2 separate regions of the Mus musculus genome follow, and region 1 is linked to region 2. A link is a contact called in public Micro-C data. All regions are on one chromosome and are shown on one strand. The core of a region is the stretch at or near the end of the contact, and the rest is flanking DNA. Distances in the headings are between cores, read along the strand shown.

Region 1 (5,375 bases), core at 625-3,124, 410 kb after region 2:
GAGGTAAAAATCCACATAAAATACAAATATCCATTTAAAAGCAGCCCACTTGGTATCATGTGGACAGTTTCCTGCAATGCGTCTAGAGGGGGAAAGGAGGTGGGGGGGAGGGGGGAGCACAGCAAGACGGCTCAGTCTTTAACGGAGACTGCTGCCAAGCCGGACAAACTGACTCTGATCCCTGGGACCCCTGTGGTGGCAGGAGAGACCCAACTCCCGCCAGCTGTCTTCTGACCTCCATATATGCCTGGTGACACAGTGCCCACTTACCTCCCACACACAAAATAAATAAATGGAATTACATTTTTTAGTTTAAAATTTAAAAAAAATTAAAACTCTCACTGCCCGTAGGCAGGACGCTCCCCCTCATCCCAGCTCTGGCAGCTGCTCATCCTCCATTATGGCACGTCCTGTGAACGGAGTCTGCTTTTTTGCTCTGGCTTCTCCCTCGCCACCATCCCCAAGTCCACCCCTGGTGAAGGCCATGCCTTTGCTCCATTCATTTCTGTGGTCCCATCACATCCCATTTTATGTATGGGGGGGGTTTATTTACTGAGACAGGGTCTCGCTGTGTAGCCCTGACTGTCCTGGAACTTGCTATGTAGACCAGGCTGGCCTTGAACTTGGAGATCCACCTGCCTCTGGGTTCTGGGATCAAAGCACTGTACCTGGTCCATGTGTTTTCTTCTTTCAATTTCGATTCTTTCTAAAAAAAAAAAAAAATTTTATTTATTTATTTATTTTATGTATATGAGTACACTGTAGGTGTACAGATGGTTGTGAGCCTTCATGTGGTTGCTGGGAATTGAACTCAGGATCTCTGCTTTCTCCAGCCCCACTTGCTCCTGCTCCAGGCCCCGCTCCCTCTGGCCCAAAGATTTATTTATTATTATATGTAAGTACACTGTAGCTGTCTTCAGACACCCCAGAAGAGGGCATCAGATCTCATTACGGATGGTTGTGAGCCACCATATGGTTTCTGGGATTTGAACTCAGGACCTCCAGAAGAGCAGTCAGTGCTCTTAACTGCTGAGCCATCTCACCAGCATCCTCAATTCTGATTTTATGTACACGGTTGTATTGCCTACATGTATGTCTGTGCACTGCATGTGTGCAGTGTCGTCAGAGGCCCAGAAGAAGATGCTGGATCCTCTGGAACTGGAGTTACCGAGGTTCGTGAGCTAGGACTTGAACCTGGGTCCTCTGGAAGAGAAACTCGAGCTCTTAACTGCTGAGCCCTCTCTCCAGCCCCAAATGTTTTTTGAATTAATTTGTAAGTACTGGGGATCGTGCTAGGCAAAGGTTTTGAGCCTCACCTCCAGCTGGGAGCTCACCCTTTAAAAAAGATTATTATTGTGTGTGTGTGCATGTTGTGTTTGTGTGTGTGTGTGTGTGTGTGTGTGTGTGTGTGTGTGTATGTACCTATGGACATACAGGTACCACAATGCCTGTATGGAGATTGGGAGAACCCTGCTATCAGCTCCCTGCTGCCCCCTTGTGGCGCCAGAGAATTAGTTTAAGTCCTAAGTGCCTCTACCACCTACTGAGCCAACTTAAAGGGCCCTGCCTGGACGTTTTTGTTTTAAGAAAAAATACAAAGTGGAGACAGAAATCGAGAACTGGATCCAGAAATATGACATGGAGATGGGCGAGAAGCAGGTACGTGCCGGGGGTTCCTCCTGAGGGATTGGGGGAGGGAGGGTCGGGTAGGAGCTGCTCAAGGTGGCCTAGGTATGAGACTCCTCCCCTGGAGACCCTTTGAAAGAGAGAAGCTGAAACTGCTGAAATCCAGATTCATCCTGAAGCACGTGGCTCCACCTAATAGCCACCTCCCATGGTCCTCTCACAGCCCGGCTCAGCTCCTGCCTGCTCCCGGTTCACAGGCGAGCCCTCCTCCCCCACCCCCACATCACTCTGCACCCAAAAGGTCCAGGTGCCAGGCTCCCGAATAAAGCAGGGAATCGAGACGGTTCTCACTGTCGTCTGAAGGTTTCAAACTGGCATCGCTCATGAGCTGTGCCCCCTGATAGATCTGTAGATGCTGGTGGGAGGGAGGGATAGAGAGGAGGAGGAAGGAGGGCACAGAGTAGCTGGGAATAAGAGGAAAGGGAGAGGGAGAGGGAGAGAGCGGGGGGGGGGAGGGGGGGAGAGGAGGAGGAGGAGAAGGAGGAGGAGGAGGAGGAGGAGGAGGAAGAAGACGACTCGGACCAAGAAGAAGATATTTTTTAAGGGCCCACCCCACTACCCTTCCACGAACTACTTCCTCCCGGAAGGGCTCTCCTCCTGTCTGTTTAGCGATCAATGCATCCACTGGGTAACCCAGAGATGAGCTTGGAGCTTTCCCGATTCAGTCACTACTCAACAGCGCCACCTAGTGGGTACCAGGTCTCCAAACCAAGTGTCTGTGAAGGACCAGTTCATACTGAAACCCGAAGGTCTCTTGATCCCAGAAACTGGCCCTGGTATTTGGAATTGTCCCAGTGTTTCAAGTGAGGAAAACCAGAGCTCTCCTAAAGGTGGAGAGAAGCTAACAGATGGGATGCTAGCTCAGTAGGATGCTTGCCATGCAAACCTGAGGACCCAAGTTCGCATCCCCTGCATCCCATGTGAGAAGTGAAGGCGGCAATGTGCACCTGTGGTCACAGTGCTGGGGAGGGCACAGGCAGGCTGATCCTGGGAGTTTGCTGTCCAGCTAGCTCAGTCACATCAGCAAGCTCCAGGTTCAGTGAGAGAGCCTGGCCTCAGGAAGTAGGGTGGAGAGCCCGAGGAGGACACGTGACCTTGACCACCAGCCTCCACCTATAGTCACACACACACACACACACACACACACACACACACACACACACACACACACTGCATTTATTCACATGTGCATTTACACAAGAACAAAAGCACATAGGTTTGCACAACTCACCACCCTTGGTCCTCCCTCCTTTCTGAGATCTGCTCAGCCGGGTCTTTCCTGGAGCGAACCCAGGTATAAATATACAGACAGGCTCTGTATCCTACCTGGCTGGGCTGGAAGCCGGGCATGGGGAACGGGGAGGCCATGCCGGGTGCTGCGCACCTCCAGCCATGCCCCTCGCATAGGACGAATACGAGGACCTGGAGAGCATCCACAAGGAGGAGAAGCTGCAGCTGGAGGAGCTGAGGGAAAGGCACGCGGTGCTGGTGGAGGAGTTCTCTCAGATCCGGGCCGAGAGCGAGATCAATTCCAAGAAGCGGGTGGAGGCAGAGCGCGAGATGGTGCGCATGGTGAGAGCCGCCACGCTCATCCAGGCGGTGTGGAAGGGCTACCTGGTGCGCTCCATACTCAGGTCCAAGAAGAAGAAGCGGGGCAAGGGGAAGGGCAAAGACAAGGGGAAGGGCAAGGAGAAGCCCAAGGAAGAAAAGGCCAAGGAGAAGAAACCCAAGGCCAAGGGCAAAGGCAAGAAGAAGTGACCACATCCTGGTCTGGCCCCGCCCCTGTTCAGCTTCCACCACGCCCTACCGGGTCCCAACCAAGCCCCTGTTCTGTCCCAGCCCTTCCATCCCTGGCTTTAATGATGGCTAAATTAAAAAAGACAAACAACAAAACCCGTTTCAAACCACACTCAGTGGCTCACCCTTCAACAGACCTGTCTGTCCCAGGCTGAGGCTGAGGCCGTGGGCGCAACATCCTGAGGAGGGCGCAAACTTCGGATCCCCATCCTACCACACCTTCATTGAAAAATGAGGCCCTAGTCTTAGCTGAACTGTCAGGAGGGCAGCAGGGGGGTGGGGGGTGGGGGAGGGGTTGTGTGCTCAGACTGTTCCATGAGTTTTAAAAAGTACCAGTTGCTAGAATTTCACGAATTGAAAATTCTCCCATAGAAACTTAACAGCCCTTTCTGCAAGGATGTCAACACCCCTGACATCCCAGTAGTTGGGCCCTGTGTCTCTCCATGCAGCAGCAACCACTCTGCCAGCTTTATTTCCATGTAGCCCAGAGTGGCCTTGAACTTAAGGTGATCCTCCTGCTTCTGATTCCTAAATGCTGAAATCACAAGCACGCGCAGCTTTAACTAGCTGACTCCTTTCCACTCTGAAAAACAAAGTATGTGGGAGGGGGCAAGGGAGGGGGACCCTAGTGGCCCAGCCATGGCTTTAATCCCTTCAGTCAGGCAGAGGCAGGCAGATTTCTATGAGTTTAAGGCTAGCCTGGTCTACCAAGCTAGTTCTAGGACGGCCAGAGTTACATGGGGGCAAACCCTGTCTTGCAAAAAAAAAAAAAAAACAAAAACAAAAAACAGGAAAAAGGTTTATTTATGTGGATGTGCCTACAGAGGCCACAGCTGGGTGTGTAGTTCACTGGAGCTGGAGCTAAAAGCCTTGTGAACCACTTAAAGAGGGCGCCGAGATCTGAACTCAGGCCCTCTGACAGAGCAGTAACCCACGAGCCATCCCTTCCATTCCTACTTTGTTTTAATCTTAAAATGTGTGTATGTGTGCACATACCCATGTATGCCCATATATATATATATATAAAATCATGTATCATGTGTGCCTGGTGCCTGCAGAAGTCAGACGGTGTTGGCTCCCCTGGAATTGGAGTTACAGGCCTTCTGACGTGGGTGCTGGGAACCAAACCCAGGTCTTCTGGAAGAGCTGTAAGCACTCTGAGCTGCTGGTCCTCTCTCCAGTCTCCCCCCTTCCTCCCTCCACTTTTTGTGGTTCCTGTCCACAGCCAGACTCCAGGCCTGGTGTCAGCTAAGCTGGTGGCCTCACCCTGAGCTTCAGCTCTCCTTCAGTGTAGACGGAAGAATGTTTCTAGCCTGTGTCTTCTCAACATGGAAGGATGGGACAGACAAACAGGAGGGAAACCAACCAATTCTTCATGAAAGTTCTAGAAGCTTCAATACCCTACATGGCTAAAGCACAAAGCATGTCTGTGTCCAGGCATGGCTGGGGCACCTCTGCAGGTCATTATATATGTCCCTGGGCCTGGCTACCCCTAGACAGGGGTGAGATACCCACTGGGCTCTCTGGAATGTTCAGGGAGGGAGGGGGCAAGGAGAGGCTCAAGGTCCTAGGCCCATCATCCAAGGAAGGATGCAGGACCTTGGGTGAAGCTTGAGGCCCAGGGGCCCCTGCAGCCTGTGGGCAGTGCTGAGCACCCAGGGGTCTCTCTACTCGGCTCATCACTGAGCCCTGTTGTTTTGTTGGGCTGGGGGTTGCTGGTGACTGAATCCAGGTGCCATTCACATATGCTAGGCAAACACTCTACCACGAGCTATATCCCCGCTGCCCAACAAGACAATTGCTAGCCAAGGACTCTTACTATGTCCCGGGGTGGACAAGAACCACTCACAAACCCATGTGTGTAGAGTTGATGGACCGGGCGGGCAGACAGA
Region 2 (5,693 bases), core at 2,490-4,989:
CACTTAGCACTTTTACATACAGTTTAGAAGCCTGGTGGCACCTTAGCCTAGCACACTCGGAGAGAGACAGGTCCCATGTTACAGGACCAGACAGACCCAGAGTCAGCTGTTGGCTTTCCTAGGAACACACAGCTCTGGGCGGGCCCTTGTAGAACAGATACCCCTTTTCCTCCTGCCCTACGTTGTCTACAGTTCCTGAGTCCTGGGCGGCGTGCACAGACGTAGCAGCCTCAGTGTAAGCTTTCCTGGGAGAAGGCATGTGGCTTTGTCTCTCCCTCCTCCTTTTCCTTGTGGATGTGGTGTTTGTATAAGAGAGGGGCAAGTTTCACAGCGTATAAGGATCAAAGTTCTGTTGGCGGCAGGTTTCCTGAAGAAAATTAGAATAGATGCTACAACATACCCCAAGGGAAGGTGGTGCATCTAATATGGCAACTAGAACAAGCCTTCCCAGGAAGTCAGCTTTTCTGTGTGATTGCAAGGGACCAGCCAGCCAAAGACCTACAGGAGAAACAGTACAAACCCAGGTGCCCACCAATGCAAAGGCCATGGGGCAGAAGTGTGTTTACTACTGGAGCTCCAGCATGGAGAGTAGAAACCAAACAGGAGAAGCCAGCAGGGGTCTGGCCATCGGTGACAGGAAGCCTGACTTTGCTCATGTTGCCCTGGGAAGCCCTGGAAGACTAAATCAAAGGCCAGCATCAACTAACCTCGTGAGTCTACATTGTTGTTGTTGCTCCGTGGGGATAGCTCTGGAACCAGGCCCAGGGATCACACTGGGGTCATCCAAAGATGGTGGCCAGGACCACAGCCAAAGGCTGCAGGGCGGAAAGCAGCCAGGAGACTGGCTGTGTTGGGAGCGGGTCGAGCTGGCCAGGGTGGCATAGAGAAGGCAGGCGAGAAGCAAGGGTGGGGCCCAGCTGCTGCGCAAGCCCTGGAAGCCAAAAACAGGTGCGGAGTGGGGAGTCTGACCAAGCTGGGTCTGAGATATCCCAGGATGCCCCAGGGATATTAGCAAATAGATGGATGAGTTCAGAGCTCCGGGCGAAGGCTGAGCTGCGATATAAATTTGAAGTTATCAGCATACAGATGATATTTAAAGCCTGCCAGCGTTTCCCACACACCCCCACCCCACACCTCCATCATCGACAAGATGGCACGCTTTTGAAAGACCAGGGACCACAAGAGCCCGTTATCCCCCATCAGCCCCTGCAAATGGGCCTCCTTGATCTGAGCCGTGAAGACATAATCATCAGGCTTTCAAAATCATAGGCAGAAAGTTCAAGCAAGTATGTGAAGTCACAGAATTTATTATTCAAAACATCCCCTGGCCTGCCTCCTTCCAACTCCCTGGAGATGGGGGTTTTGTGTAAGCTCTACATTTCAGCCCTTCATCTGGGCACCTCTCACTCTTCCCAAGACCTGGTTGTGTCAGTCCTTCCTCTGGATACCCCAGACTGTCACTCTAGGTCCCAGGAGGACACGGGGTATACAAGAGGGCTTTGATCCTGACTCCTGGTTGCATCAATGGCTCCTGCCTCGAGAGGTCAGGATACTTATCACTCCCTCCCCTGGTTGCCACAGCTGGTAACAGGAATTGAGGCTCACAAAGTGGAACTCTGTGGGCCCAGGCAGCTTCTAGCCAAGGTGCAGGTGGACGGGGTCCTGTGTCAGGGCCTCTAGACAGCAACCTCATCTCCCAGTGAAAGTATACTGGGAGCCTGCAGGTCCTTGGGGCCTGCTGGGGCAGGTGTGGCCCAGCCACGCCCCCTGCTTCCCTCTAACCGCCCCCCCACAACCACACACACACCTGAGCCTCCCACTCTTAAGAGATGTGACAATACCCTGTACATTGTGCCTCCCTCCCCTGGGAGCGACTGTCCGTGCGAGGAAGGGACCTGCTCCCAATCCCACTAAATTGTTATTGACTTGTGTTCTGTGCGTTCTGCAAACATTTCACTCAGCCGTCGCCGGCAAGCCCACGAATCCCTGCTAGGGCTAACGGGGAAGCCAGCTGTGCCGGGCCATCTCGCCTGCTCCTTCTCATCGATCACAGAATTAAACTGACAGAAGTACCGCAGGGCAGTGTGGGAGGGGCAGGGCCTGGCCACCATCCTGGGCGGGGCCCACAGACCCAGAGGGTACAGGCTGGCCAGCATACCTGACATGCAGCCTGGCCCAACCAGGGGAAGCCAGGGAACAGCTTCAGTGGCGGCCTCAAGTGCCTGTGATAGGCAACAAGAAGCACGCAGACCAGCAGCCACCAGCTGAGCCATCGGTGTCTTGCCTGCAACATGTTGAACACAAAACAGTATTGGATTCATCACTGTTTGGCCACTGGAAGATCTGACCTGGAAATCAGTTTCAAGGCATTCATAGGAAATCAGATCCGGCCACCCTGGTCCCACACCCCACACAGAAGCCTGTAGAGCCACTGTGCATTTATGAGATGTGTGTTTCCTGTTGCCCAGTCCACGGCACACGGCCCTCCCAATGCTGGGACTCCTGCTTACTCCACAGCCACGTGTCTCTGTGTCATCTCAGCTTGGACCCAGGAGGAAGAAAAGATCATAATGAAAATGAGCCTCCAGGCTAAGCAGGGCTGCAGGAGCCTGTGGGAGCCTCCACTCTCCCAAGACTGCACAGGGTTCCCAGCCCTGGTAGCCCACACTCACATAGGCCAAGGACAGAAGACCCCAGGTCAGTGTGGGCCCCTTCCCTATCTTGGGTTAAGCCCACCGTGATCGAGGTTGGGGTTCCACATGCACAGGGCCAATCCAGTTATCTGGACCTCCAGGCAGGAAGATGCCCAGGATGGACATCTTGGAGAGAAGTTAGCCTGTGGCCACTTTACAACCTCCCACCATTTAGGTCCCTTCCTCACTGGGCAGAATCACAGTGGAGAATGTGTCTGTGAGAAGCAAACCCCACTCACTGCCTACCTTACTTGAATAAGATCCACATCCCTGCCCTTTGAGGTGGGTCTGTTGGGCTTACTGTTGTGTGAATACTGTCCTGTGACTCACTCTGCTTCTGCTTCTGTTGCCGAGACTGAGGGTAGAGCTGTCACTTTCCACTGCAAGGCAAGTGTCAGTGGGACACTTGGCTATGATGTGAGGAAAAGGCCCCCAGAGTGAGCTCAGCACCATGTAGAGAGCCAGTCTGTACCCACAGGGCTTCCCCACAGCTCAGGGCTCATGTACCCAACTTGTGGGATTCCCCACAGGCACTTAGAGACCTGACCCTGCCTGTGTCCCAGCTCAGCCACGGCAGCTCAGCCCCTTCTGCTGGGTGCTGGCCGTCAGAGTCACTTGATGGTACATTTAACACTTCTTGTCTATCTTGGCCGGTGCCTTCTGGCAACTGAGTGTTCACCCTTGTGCTAGCCAAAGTCCTGAAGGCCCTGTGGCTTGTCACTTCCTGCATTTCTAAACAGGATCTCGCCATTGTCCAGGCTGGCTGCTCACCACCAGGCTCAGACCATCTTCCTGTGCCAGCCTCCCTGGTCCTGGGGTACCAGGCATGGCCAGCACATGCAACTTGTGCTTAGACGCTTCGTCTTCATTCGGGAACTGAGCCCAAACAGGGAAAGCAACTGGCTTGCATGCAGCCTCCATCCAGAGTGGCAGGGTCTGCTGCAGGCCTGCTGGCTTCCCCTTCTGGGCCGCCTCTGTCTCGCCTGCCTCTTCACGGAGCCCTTCCAGCGTCCTTTCTCCCTGTCAGCCCTGCTCTCCTCCCCAGCCTCCCTCTCCTCCCATGAAGCCTTTCTCCTGTCTTCCCACAGTCCCCCGCCTGCCCGCCCGTGCCTTCCATGCAGGCGACATTGCCAGCCAGGGAAGGGAAAAAAAGATGCGGGCTGGCATTCTGTCAAGGAATTAATTGAAAAATAAAACCATTAGGTGGGAACTGGAGAAATGCAGAAGTGGGTGTTTGGAGGTTGGGGGGAGGGGGCAGGACTGGGGGGCTGTTGGGGGCCGGCCGAGCTTTTTGTTGAGTTCATTTCTCGGTATTGATGTTTGGTGACAGTCACTTGTTGTTTATCTCCAGGAGCAGCTGCGCTGTGGAAGGAAAATGCGCGGCTTGTTCCGTTTATTTATTTCACACCTTCCCTGGGTTCTGCTTTGTGTTTGTTTGGTGAAGGCCCACGGAGGCCTCCGACATGGGGAAGCGGGGTTTCCACAGCTGTTCCTGCCAGGCGGAGCCGGCACTCCATGTGGAGGCAGGCCAGTGGGGGTGGGGGGCTGGGTGGCAGCAGTGAAGACGAGAAATGGGGGTGAGTGGCCCAACCCCCATCCCTGGCTGTAGACTTGAACCTGACCCATCAGTAAGGTGCACCCACCCCATCCTTACGGCCACCCCAGGAGGTGGCAGAGAGCAGGGGTGACATGCTCAGGGTGACTTGGCTGGTGATGGCAGATGGGCACTACAGAAAGCAGCTGTTCAGAAAGTGCATGAAGACTTGGGCTAAGGAACCCTACTCTGAGCAAAGACAGGCTGGTGCTGTGAGCACAGGCTGAAGGCAGTGGCTACCATGAAGCAGTCCCCAAGGCTTCCTCCCTGAGGACTGTTAGCAGGGCAGTGTTCAGAGGTCCTGGCCAAGAGTCAGTTGGCTCCTGGCTGGGGTCCCAGGCAGGTGTTGCCCAGGTCTCTGTGATGAGAGAGAAGTGTGTGTGTGTGTGTGTGTGTGTGTGTGTGTGTGTGTGCACGCGCGCACATGCGTGCGCGAGTTTGTGTAGCAAGGTATTCATGGAAACCATTCATGGCTTCATACATTCTTCTCTCTGCTCCTTTTGCCATAGCCTGATCCCTTTGAGCCCGGTTGTACCCTGGCCCTCTTCAGTCAGTCTATCAGTCTCTCAGTAGACATTTACTGAGGGCTGCTTGTATTAAGACAGTTCTGGGCATTGGAGCACAGGGGCAGGCATGATAGGCATCCCTGCCTTCCAGCAAGAGACAAACAGCAGCAAAGCCAAAAGGTCTTAGGGGTACTGTGGGGCACCCAGGGATGCTTCACCACAGGCATGAGGCCCCTGAGCAGCCCAGTAGAGCATTCTAGATAGGCCACAGCAGTGCAAAGGCCCTGAGGTGAGAGGAATGGGTACAGGATAGGGAAGGGGCCGGCTCCTGTGGACTGGTTGCCAACAATATGACAGTTTGGCTTCCCCCAGGAACAGGGCAAAGTTCTGCAGGAGAGGGAGTTGGGCTCTAGAGTTGGCTTGACAGGGTCTCTCTGTGCTGGAAGGACCATCATAATGGCAGAAGGGGTCTGCTCTGAAACAGCAAGGACACCTGAGGGACACCTGCCCCCTGCAGCTTCTCCCCAGCCAGTCTGTCCTGGATCACCACCCAAGCAGCAGCGGGAGGGGCACCAGATAAATCCAGCGGGGGTGGGGGGCCCCGCTTTGTTGTTGTCTATTTCCAGCCCTATTACCTGCCCACGATCCAATTTCCTGAGGCCATTGTGCATCGGGCATGAGGCACGGAGTGAAGAGAGGACACCGCAGGGAGTCGGGAGTCGGGCTGCTTCCTCCCCTTTCCACAGTCAGCCATGATGGGCAGAGCCGCCAGACCTCAGCTCTCAGCCAGTGCCCCCACCTCCCTTGTCTCCAGGCAGCGCTGCTGCAGCTCTGTTCATGCCTCTCCCACCCAGGGGTCTCATAGGAGCCCCAGCCAGGGACACGGTCCCAAACAGAAGA

The links. A called contact is a pair of places that touch in the nucleus more often than the background predicts.
Region 1: a contact with region 2 is called in a Micro-C map of the G1E-ER4 cell line, with 2.4 times the contacts expected there. The contact joins two enhancer-like sites. A contact is called at or near these places in 1 of 39 promoter capture datasets (cranial neural crest), 4 of 484 Hi-C or Micro-C datasets (the G1E-ER4 cell line, gonadal supporting cells and nephron progenitors) and 3 of 115 datasets of contacts at active chromatin or transcription factors (embryonic basal ganglia, embryonic midbrain and forebrain).

The regions. Positions count from the first base shown.
Region 1 is chr5:120,603,542-120,608,916 of GRCm38.p6, forward strand. It overlaps Iqcd (IQ motif containing D), which reads left to right. Exons shown (of 5, transcript NM_029408.2): 4 at 1,588-1,659; 5 at 3,094-3,572. The coding sequence ends at 3,444. Among named protein-coding and RNA genes, the nearest start is that of Rita1, 6.4 kb to the right of the region's middle. Within about 2 kb of position 1,875, at least 91 of the 459 cell types and tissues checked have an H3K27ac peak or open chromatin away from gene starts, as enhancers often do. A contact at or near this core is called in the G1E-ER4 cell line, embryonic basal ganglia and forebrain, where this site is marked.
Region 2 is chr5:120,191,047-120,196,739 of GRCm38.p6, forward strand. All of the region lies in intron 23 of Rbm19 (RNA binding motif protein 19), which reads left to right. Among named protein-coding and RNA genes, the nearest start is that of Gm31836, 41 kb to the right of the region's middle. Within about 2 kb of position 3,740, at least 53 of the 459 cell types and tissues checked have an H3K27ac peak or open chromatin away from gene starts, as enhancers often do. A contact at or near this core is called in the G1E-ER4 cell line, embryonic basal ganglia and forebrain, where this site is marked.